3 separate regions of the Mus musculus genome follow, and regions 1 and 3 are each linked to region 2. Evidence: chromatin contacts called from public HiChIP or PLAC-seq data. All regions are on one chromosome and are shown on one strand. Each heading gives the region's core, a stretch centred on a gene start, on an enhancer-like site or on the middle of the called end of the contact. The rest is flanking DNA. Distances are from core to core; before and after follow the strand shown. Region 1 has its middle 13 kb from the start of Gm41610. Region 2 holds the start of Myl12b (myosin, light chain 12B, regulatory). Region 3 overlaps Dlgap1 (DLG associated protein 1).

What was found. HiChIP or PLAC-seq counts read pairs in DNA pulled down with a chosen protein or histone mark.
Region 1: an H3K27ac HiChIP or PLAC-seq map of embryonic stem cells shows a contact between it and region 2, with 14 read pairs. The contact joins the enhancer-like site here to the promoter of Myl12b in region 2. A contact is called at or near these places in 10 of 39 promoter capture datasets (the C10 cell line, cranial neural crest, embryonic stem cells and 7 more), 1 of 484 Hi-C or Micro-C datasets (embryonic stem cells), 28 of 115 datasets of contacts at active chromatin or transcription factors (the 230-238 cell line, the SCID.adh cell line, bone marrow-derived macrophages and 15 more) and 4 of 9 other capture datasets (adipose tissue, embryonic stem cells, liver and 1 more).
Region 3: a contact with region 2 is called in an H3K4me3 HiChIP or PLAC-seq map of bone marrow-derived macrophages, with 2.8 times the contacts expected there. The contact joins the enhancer-like site here to the promoter of Myl12b in region 2. A contact is called at or near these places in 8 of 39 promoter capture datasets (the C10 cell line, cranial neural crest, frontonasal cranial neural crest and 5 more), 5 of 484 Hi-C or Micro-C datasets (the AML12 cell line and embryonic stem cells), 21 of 115 datasets of contacts at active chromatin or transcription factors (the 230-238 cell line, CD8 T cells, acute myeloid leukemia and 10 more) and 4 of 9 other capture datasets (adipose tissue, embryonic stem cells, liver and 1 more).

Annotation. Positions count from the first base shown.
Region 1 is chr17:70,826,590-70,830,250 of GRCm38.p6, reverse strand. No RefSeq gene overlaps it. Among named protein-coding and RNA genes, the nearest start is that of Gm41610, 13 kb to the left of the region's middle. Within about 2 kb of position 1,935, at least 26 of the 459 cell types and tissues checked have an H3K27ac peak or open chromatin away from gene starts, as enhancers often do. A contact at or near this core is called in adipose tissue, bone marrow-derived macrophages, embryonic stem cells and 2 more, where this site is marked.
Region 2 is chr17:70,989,062-70,992,367 of GRCm38.p6, reverse strand. Myl12b (myosin, light chain 12B, regulatory) reads left to right here and starts at 1,852. Exons shown (of 4, transcript NM_023402.2): 1 at 1,852-1,895.
Region 3 is chr17:70,797,659-70,800,829 of GRCm38.p6, reverse strand. All of the region lies in intron 9 of Dlgap1 (DLG associated protein 1), which reads right to left. Gm41609 (predicted gene, 41609) reads left to right here. Exons shown (of 5, transcript NR_168098.1): 3 at 1-843. Among named protein-coding and RNA genes, the nearest start is that of Gm41609, 6.8 kb to the left of the region's middle. Within about 2 kb of position 1,344, at least 10 of the 459 cell types and tissues checked have an H3K27ac peak or open chromatin away from gene starts, as enhancers often do. A contact at or near this core is called in bone marrow-derived macrophages, where this site is marked.

The DNA of each region.
Region 1 (3,661 bases), core at 686-3,185, 160 kb after region 2:
TCAAAGCTAAACACAACCATCCAAACGCAAATGACAAATGACAAATGACAAATGGCGGCGGAACAGGAAGAAGGAGGATCCACAATGCAAGGTCACCTTCCGCTCTGCACGGGGTCAGAGGTCAGCCGGAAATACAATGGACCTTGTCCCCAAAACACAAAACGAGCTTCTAAGACCTTAAATCAAAGCATCCAGACGCCTCCTCCCCAACCCCCGCCCCGCCCCGCCCCGCCCCGTGATTTCAACTTGTTCGGTAATATTCACCGTAGAGAAGGCAGACAAGTTGTTAGTATGGAATTTTTAACGGTTTATAATCCTCTAGTGCACTGCCAGCTTTAAATGGAAATGAAGACCATTTCGTTACACTTGGGATCTCTCGAACTACAAACTTCAGTTTCACCACTTCAGTTTCACCACTTGTATGAGTGTCACTTCTTGTTCTTATAACAGCGACACCCATCCAAGCTGTAAAACTGTTCTTCCTCCTCTTCTGGCCTCATTCGGCTCGTATCTCACCAAACACATTCCAAGTTAGGAAGAACTGAGAGCTAGAGGCCCTATGGTGACCCTGTCTTGAGCTCACCTCCTCCTCTTCCTTTTGAATGTATATGTATACATTGTATGCAAGGTACATGACAACCCTGTCACTGTCTCCAGACACACTAGACGAGGGCATCGGATCCCAAGACAGATGGCTGTGAGCCCCCATGTGGGTGCTGGGAATTGAACTCAGGACCTCTGGAAGAGTAGTCAGTGTTCTTAACTGCCGAGTCATCTCTCCAGCCCATGCCCTCCCCTCCCTCTAGCTCAGTGTTGAGCTAACACTGGAAGTCACAGGAGTGGTGGGGAAGGATGTGGCCCAGTTCCTTGTTTCTCGAATATCATCAGCTTTTTCTTTTTTTCCTTTGGCTTGAATGGAAAGCACACCCTCTCTGGACTCTAACTGCCCTCTCTGGTTACTTTGGCGTAGTCGGTACAGGCCTCTCTGACAGCCACCCCATACAAGGCCTGCTCCCTTCTCATGCATGTGTGAAAGGGATTGGGTTTGCTTCTTCTAAGTGAGTTGGGGGGGGGGTTAAGGGGGGGGGTTGGGAGGGAGAGGGTGTGACGTCAGAGCTGGAGAACCTAGTTGGATGTGCCAGCAGCTGCAGCTGAGGCCCTGCACACTCCAAGAAAACAAGACCAGAGGCCCACACCTTTAATCCCCGCACTCCAGTGGCAGAGGCAGGTGGATCTCTGAGTTGGAGGCTAGCCTGGCCTACAAAGGGAGTTTCAGAACAGCCAGGCCTGAACAGACAAACCTTGTCTTGAAAAATCAACCAACTAACCAACCAAACTAACAACAAGCCAAACAAAAACACAAAAGCCTAGAGTCTTGTGACCTTTGTTTCTTCCCAACAACTAATTGTTCTTGGAATGGGTTTTCATGCCCCTCCCAGGTGTAGCTGGCAGGAGTCAGTTTACTTCTGATTGTTCATTACAATCGGCTTTTATGCCTGCAATGGAAAAAGGGGGTTTTGTGGAGCAGAAGTGGCCTTGCCCAGTCTGTCCACCAAGGGCACCTTGAAGGGCTCAAGCCGGACTGAACTTGACAAATACAGGATGGAGCACAGCAAACATGGCACCAACAGGTTTGGGCTCTTTCCCTTCTCCTTGCTAAACTGTTAGATTATATTCCTAAAGCCAGGCCCTAAGAAGGCCTCCTCCCTTATTTGGCCACACTGACTACTTTCTGAGACAAAACACAAGGTCCCACAATCAAGGTCATTATTTGACCAATGTCCAATCAGAATTTACCAACTCACCTTAGCACAGACTCTTCTTTTTTTCCTTAAAAACCCCACCGCAGCAAAAAAATCTCAGCTAGCCACAACTTTCCCCAACCCCATCCTGCTCGGGTAATCTCCTTTGTAATGGATATTGGGTGTCTAGGTGTGTCCTTTATGGAAGAGGCAGACCTCCCATGCGCCAATCTGAACTCCTAATCACCATCCTTGTGGCTGTGGCCCGGCCTTACCTCCTTGGCCTGTCCTTGCTGCCATGGCCCATCTTTTTTTTTTTTTTTTTAGATTTATTTATTTTATGTATATGAGCACACTATGTAGTTGTCCTCAGACACACCAGAAGAGGGCATCGGATCCCGTTACAGATGGTTGAGAGACACCACATAGCTGCTGGGAATTGAACTCAGGACCTCTGGAAGAACAATCAGTTCTCTTAACTGCTGAGCCATCTCTCCAGCCGGCCATGGCCATATCCTTGCTGCCATGCCCACCCTTGCCTCTATGTGGCCCGTCCACGTCTCTGTACATTTTAAAAAATATTTATTTATTTATTATATGTGAGTACACTGTAGCTGTCCTCAGACAATCCAGAAGAGGGAGTCAGATCTCGTTATGGATGGTTGTGAGCCACCATGTGGTTGCTGGGATTTGAACTCCTGACCTTCAGAAGAGCAGTCGGATGTTCTTACCCACTGAGCCATCTCACCAGCCCCTTTTTTTTTTTTTAAGCCTCTGTACATTACTCACTAACGTCTCTTCGTCCTCAGAGTATAAACTCTCTAATGTGCTCTGAATGGCTATCGCCTGAGACTTTAGTCTGGTTCATTTCTTGGCTCCACTCTCCCCACTGTCTTCAGAGAATAAACATTTAGAATTAGAATTTAGGGAATTATAATTTCTAGATAGGAAGTCGTCTGCTGTACTGAGCTTACTAAACTGAGCTTTCTGTATATATGTTGGCATGTTCAAGATGTAGACAAAGAACCAGATGTTTTTGTATTTGTTGTTTTTTTTTATTAGATATTTTCTTCATTTACATTTCAAATGCTATCCCCAAAGCCCCCTATACCCTCCCCAAGAACCAGATGTTTAACATCAATGGACACCTACATTGACATACTCATTCCACGGCCCCCCGCCCCGTGTGTGTGTGTGTGTGTGTGTGTGTGTGTGTGAGAGAGAGAGAGAGAGAGAGAGAGAGAGAGAGAAACCTTGGGGTGCGGCTGTGAGGGTAAATTCTTCATGGACACAATATTCTAGTTCCTACTTCCCTTGCTCTGGCATGAGCTTGAATACAACCTGTGTGATAAGCTTGTCTTTCTAGTCAGATTTGTCCACTTGCGACTCAGCCCCCACACTCTGCCCCACTTGGCTTCATCTTTTCCCCTTAGGTTCAGACGCTAAAATGATATTTCAAACGGAGATGCATGGAAATCTGCCAACAGCAGGTTTAATGCAATTGGCCTTCCAAACACCGTTTTGTTCTGCTTTGTTTTGGGGCTGTTGGGGATCAGGCCTCATGTGGGTGCACACCCAATGTGATGTGCACATGTGTGTGGTGATATACCTTGCTATCCTTCCCTCGCTCCATTTTTTTTTTTTTTTTTTTGACACGGGGTCTCAAGTTGTACCTGGAGCTAACGGATTGGCTACCATGGCCTGACCAGTGAGCTTCAGAGATTCACATGTTCTACTCTTACCCTCACTACCCCCATTTTTATAGATTTGTGTGTCTAACTAACTTTCATGTGGGTGCTGGGAAATCCCAAGCTCACCTCTTCATGCATTTATTTACCTATTGGTCAGCCTACTTCCTCCCAGCCCTTCCTGACCACCCTCACAGAGTTCTGATGAGAGCTGTGTCCTAGAATATGTGA
Region 2 (3,306 bases), core at 603-3,102:
GCTGGGATTTGAACTCAGGACCTTCGGAAGAGCAGTTAGAGCTCTTAACCGCTGAGCCATCTCTCCAGTCCCCGAAGCTACTTATTCTTTGTTGACCTATTTATTCATTTATAAAATGAATTCATGCTGTTCATAATGGTCCCTTTATGATAAAAAGCAGCGTCTAGTCTATCTGGAGCTGGGTGTGGTTAACCAAACCCCACCTGGTACCCAAGTGGATCTGCGCCCGCCCTCATGTGGCCAGGTTGTTTTAAAATGTCATCTTCCTCATTTGAAATAGGAGCGCTTCCTTCGTTTGCTACAGAAATTGGAAATGTGGGAGAGGGGGGTGTTTATGTATGGAGCCGATTTGTGGTTCCCTGGAAAGAGGGGAAGCCTGGCCCTTACATGAGTGCTGGGACTTCAAACTTGAGTCCTCTTGTTTGCATAGCAAGTACTCTTAGCCACTGACCCACCTCCCTGTGCGCACTCTGGGTTTTTGAGAGGGACTTTTGCTGTGTTAAGTTTACCCGTTGGAATGCCAGGGTTAAAGGCCTGTGCCCACCACATCCTGCTCATTAACTGATTTTACATTGCCTAGGGTGAGGATCTAGGAAGTGGTGGTAGACTTATGTAACAAACCCTGAAAGTGCCATAACTTTATAAGAAACATAATTATTTAAGCAATGATTTTTGAGGACAAATAGGATCAAAGATACAGCATCAGTACCACCTGGCGCCTATTCTCCACCTCTGACCTACGCAATCCCAGACCCTGATTTTTTCAAGCGCATATTTAAAGCCACCCTCAATTTATTAGGATTATTATCTTATTTTACATTTTATCTACTAGTTTGGGGAGGAGGCTGCACATTCCCTGGTACCTGCATACGGGGCTCAAGGAACAAATTACAGGAATTGGTTGTTCTCTGTGGGCCCTGAGAAAATAACTCAGTCATGCGTGCTAACAGGCACTTTTACCTGCTGAGCCATCTTGCTGGCCCCTAAGTTGTATTTGTATTGTCTGGACTGCTGTGAAGTACACGGATACTCAGTGCTGGAGACCATAGTGTTCCTGCCTTGGAGGAATTTCTTTTGGAAGTGGGGTAGGAAGGGAGGTGGTTTTCTACGTGTAGCGTGGCTGTCCTGGAACTAAGCTCTGTAGACCAGGCTGGCCTTCAGCTCACAGAGATGCTGCCCCAGCCTTCTAAGTGCTGGAATCAAAGGTGTCGCCACCACCGTCTGACACGGAATTTCTGATCAGACTTCTAGAATATGACCTCCCGGCGGGGAGAAAGTAAAGGCCACTGGCTGGAGTGCAATTTCAAATAAGCGAGAACGTTTCTGGAGCCCACTGGAGAGTGCTCAGCCGCCGCCCTCTTCCGGATTACATTCCTTCTCTTGAGCATTGTTTATCTAAAACTCAGTTTAACCAGGCCAACTGCCCTCTGCTAAATCAGGCAACTTCGGGCTGCCCGCTGCAGGCGCCAGGGGACCCCCAAACCAGGGCGGCTCCCAGCCCACCCGGGTCAAATTCCAGCGCTGGCGCTCCGCCCTCGGCTCGGGAATGCGGAAGGGGCGCGGGACTTGCGCTGGGAGCCGGGGAGACCAGCAAGCCGGCGCGGCTGCGGCAGGAGGATGCCGTGCCAGTGAGCTGGGGAATATGTACTCGCGGCTACAGGGGCTGAGTTCGTCGGGTCGTGCAGCCAGGCTAGTTTCCGCCGCTGGCTGCCTGGGTCCTCCGGGTCTTCGAAACGCTTGCAGCAACCCCCTGCCACGGTTGGTCGCGCCGGGCTCGCCGGTGCTCCTTCCGCCCCGCCCCCGGGCCGGAAGTGCGGCGCCGCCACTGTCCCGCCCCAACCTCCGCTGGTCGCAGTCGCCGGTCGGATCCTCTCGGGTGTGCAGCATCAGGTCAGGTGAGTGGCTCTCGACCCCGCGGGGCATCTCCCGGGCCGCATCTGTCCCTAGTGCTGCGCAACCGCGCCTGGAGCCTGCGGGCGGCTGGACCATCGGCTGGTGGAGCGGAGGTGGCTCGGTTCGAGGCCCTACGCGGTTCCTGTGCTGGCGAACCCTGGCCGAACGAGGCCCCGGGACCGTGTGCACTGGGCCTGCGACATCCGATGACTGACACCTGGTGCCCGGCTGCCCGCACCTGCCGCGGCTGCAGGCTGCAGGCTGCAGGTCCAAGCTGTGTGTTAGCGCAACTGCGTGCATCTGTTCTAGACGCGTTGGGGGAGGAGAAGCCCGCTGGTGTATGGTTCCTGCCAGAGGAAACCAGGAACTGGTACTAGAGTTCCTGGTTAGCAAATGCTAAAATGGGCTGATTTGCATAAATCCTTACTGGGTCTTAGGTCTTGCAAAGATTTAGCTCATTGTTAGAGGACAATTCGAAGAAAGCTGGAAAGAATGGAGAACATATTGAGCCAGGGATCCAAGATGAACTGGTGGATCTCTGCTAGGAGGTACCGAGCAAAAAGCTCAAAAGATGAGCATCGTATTATGTGCACAAGAAGCGCGGGTGGTCAGCCGGAAGGGAGAAGAACAATAACTGAGTACTAGCTGGGAAAGAGGAAGGTAGTTAGGGTAGGGCTCTTGGATACACACGACCCCAGGCGAGACCCTATACAATAAAATAACGTAGTTAGTTAGCCAAGGTAGGCCTCTTTCTTTAGAGGTGTACTGAAAACTCGATGAGAAATGAAAAATTACGTAAGAGGATTTGGGGAGTCACCCACGACAAGGAAGTAACACGACAAAGGATGTTTAGGGAATCGGGTTGACAGCTTTTGTTCTAGAGATGGCTTGGCTGTAGTCCTGTGTGTTAGAGAAATATCACAGCATTTTCTCCTTCAATAAACCCTTAAGTGAGGTGATGTCATTTGCCTGGGAACATCACTTCAGGAATTCATATGATGCCACCAGGGTTTTTCTATCCACTTGCTCCTCACTCTGTCTCTCTGTCTCTGTTTCTCTCTCTGTCTCTCTCTGTCTCTCTCTCTCTCACACACACACACACACACACACACACACACACACAAAGGCACCTGTTCACTGAGCTGCAGCTTATGAAGGACAGATCCCTGGGTGATAATGGTTGGCCAAAGTTAGGAAAGCCAGGGATGGGACCGATATCCCCATTCCCCCAAGGTTGAATGATACAGTTGTGTAGGGATGGCTTTCATCTGCCCCGGTTACCAGCGTCTTTGATTCTTCTGTGACAAGTTTAACATGGCGGGCGAAGCAGGTTTCCCTTCCTCCCTCTGAAGTTCCCCTTACCTGGCACAAGCACAGGAGAAAAGGGTATCAGAACTCACTATGTGCAAAGGA
Region 3 (3,171 bases), core at 95-2,594, 190 kb after region 2:
CTAAGACAAATTGGTACCAGCATAGTTGGGTATTCCTATGACAACCTGACCCTGTTTTGGGGAGGACTGTGGAAGGACTTTGAAACTTTGGGCTAGAAGGGCCATTGGGATGTTAAGAGCTCTGTGGGATGTTCTGTAGGAGCTTGGAAGATAATGTTGTGAGTGTGCAAACGATGGAGGCCTGGCTTCTGAAATCTTAGAGGGAAGATTAAAGACTCTTATCATAGGCCATTGCTGTTTTGATTGTGAAGATTCTGTGGTTTTGGTTAGCTGGGGCTGAAGAATCAACTGTGATCAATAAGATACCAGATCTACTAAAGTGAAACCTTTGCATTACTGGGACTATTGGTACTGGTTAGCTGGAGCTAAGAAATCAGCAGTGATTAAGAAGAGACCAACATCATTGAGGTGAAATCTGGGAAGTGTTTTCTGAGTGCACAAAGAAGTTGTGTTCAGAGATAGCCAAGGTTGTACCTTGTGCTGCAGCTAGACTTGGTAATGTGTAACAATCACCCAGGTGATACTGGTTTTGAAGGCAGAAGGGGGTCATGAAGCAGCTGAGGCTTGGCACTGTGAGAGGCCATGGAAGGCCATTGGTGAAGGTGCAGCCTCAGTTGCAATTGATGGCCTGGGACTGAAGGGGTCATGCAAAGGAGCTTGGCACCATGAAGAGAGCCTATGAGAGGTTACTGGAAGACAGCAGTGTTTTGGAGAAGCCAGTACCTTGAGATGACCACCAAGAACAGCAGCAGCACAGGCAGTTGGAGCCTAGAAGACAGGGTGCGTGCTACAAAGGGCAGAGCTGGAGAAGTGACCCAAGCCCTTGGAGGAGCCCAGAAGATGGTGAGTAGGTCCCAGACATTGGACAGTCAGAGTTTGATTTTGCTTTTGATTGTGACTGTGCCCTGATATTTTTCCCTCTTGAAGTAAGAAAGTATTTTAGTGGAGTCTATAGTTAAAAGACTTTGAATTTCAAAAGAGATTGGATATTTTAAAGGGATTGAAAATTTAATATGTTAGAATTTGTAAAGACTGTGGGACTTTTAAAGTTATTTAGATCTTGGAGATGAACAAGAAAGTAAGCGTTGAGACTTAATAGTGATGTGTTTGTGTGTCAAGCTGACAAGGGGTCAGTTGTACTGTTGGTTTTGTGTGTCAACTTGACACAAGCTGGAGTTATCACAGAGAAAGGAGCCTCCCTTGAGGAAAGGCCTCCATGAGATCAGGCGGTAAGGGATTTTCTCAATTAATGATCAAGTTGGAGAGGCCCCAGCCCACTGTGGGTGGTGCCATCCCTGACTGGTGGTCAGAAAAAAGCAGAAGTCAGAATCCCGAAGCAGCATGGAGTGGGTGGGTGTTCATCACTGATGCGTCATTGGAATCACAGGCTAACTGCACAGGCATCTCCTGAAGCTCCTGGCTCATTTCTTTCCTGTCACACCCCCTGCAGTAGAATTTGTGTGACAAGTTCCACAGGCTAAGATGATAGACCTCATCAGGAGGAGGTTTCCTGGAACAGGTTGTGGAACTCTTCGCTGGAGAAAAAATATTGAGCCTGTAGTTCTCTTGGCAACTTATCTGTTTTTGTTTTCTATTCCTTTTCCCATATATGAAATGTTCCTGATAGCCTAGGCCAAGATCTTAAGCGAGTATTATGGCTACAAAACCATCCCATGAGATGGAGTCACTAACCATGCCCTCATCTCCGGGAAAACCAGGGCTTCGCTTTACAAATCATGCATAAGATAGCATTGATGAATATAAACTTCTCCAACAATAATATTTCATATGGTTGCATGTGTGTCATCGGAAGTAGGTTTTGATATATTAAGAAAGCCTTAAATAAAAAGAATTAAAACAGTTTAAATTTATGCTTTGAAGATTTACAGGAAAACAGGAGCTGGCAGTTAAACAGTAACTGACCATAAATATTCATTAGTTTATTCTTGGGAATTTGCCACTAGCCTTAGGTGATTTTTATATTGCGATGTACCAAATGATCAGAGTAATGTCTGTTGTACCTGGCTGCTTTATTGAAAACACCCTTTTTGAAGTTGTAATATTTGAATGATTTTGTATTTTGTATCTTGCTGTACCAAATGATTATTGCAATGTCCCTTCTATTGTACTGCTTCACTGAACACAGCTTTCCAGAGTTGTAACACTTGTTTCTCTAGGAGTAAAAACCCTTGCTCGAGAGCTGCAAAACACTCAGATTCACACTGCCTCTGTGTTTGTTTCTGTGTGTCTCAGCTGAATCCTTACCCACCTGGCCTCGAGAACCCACATCCCAGGGACCCCCAATACCCAGCTGGGGTGGTCTGTGGCATGTTCCCTTCTATAGACTTTTGGGGTGAAGAAGGAGAGAAGCTGGGAGGAGTAGGGGGGTCCATCTTCCTACTTTAAAGCCATGTGGGTTTATCACCAGTACAGCTCTGTATAATTTCAAGTTGAGATTATCTGTGCATTGAAGAATGCATTTTTGTGGCTGTTTCTCCAATCTGTGGTGCAGAGGCCACGTCTCATATACACATAGACGTGCCATCAATGGCATGTCTCTGTCATACTGTCGAGTCTGTTCTCTTACTGGCTGGAGCTGTAGTAAAAGAAGTATGTCTCTCTTGTTTATTTACTGTTATTGGTATTTGTGGTGGTGCTGGGGATTGAAGCCACAGCCTTGAATATGCCAGGCAAGAGGCATATTCTTGCATTTGTGCCTGCCATTTTTTTAAAAGTTATCTTATTTTGATGTATATGGATGTTGGCCGACGAGTATGTCTGTATACCATGTGCATGCCCATTGCCTACAGAGGGGAGGAAAGAGTGCTGACCTGGAGTTATGGATGGCTGTCAGTTAATGTGGGTGTGGGGAAACAAAATTGTCTCCTTTGGAAGAGCAGCCAGTGCTCAGCAGCTGAGCCATCTCTCCAGCCCCTGCTTTCCTTTTTAAGAAGTCAAAACTTTGTGGCTTCTAATGCATGAAGGCTAGTGGCACCGAGCCTGATATATTTGGTGCTGGAGCACTAGCTCAGTCCTGAATGCTTGCTAGGGAAGCACCCACCAGCTGAGCGACAGCCCCAGCCCAGTTTATTTTTTTTTTTAAAGTGAGTTTAGGATGCATGTGGTGTGCATGCATATGATCCCAGTCACTCTGGACTGAGTCAGGCAGGT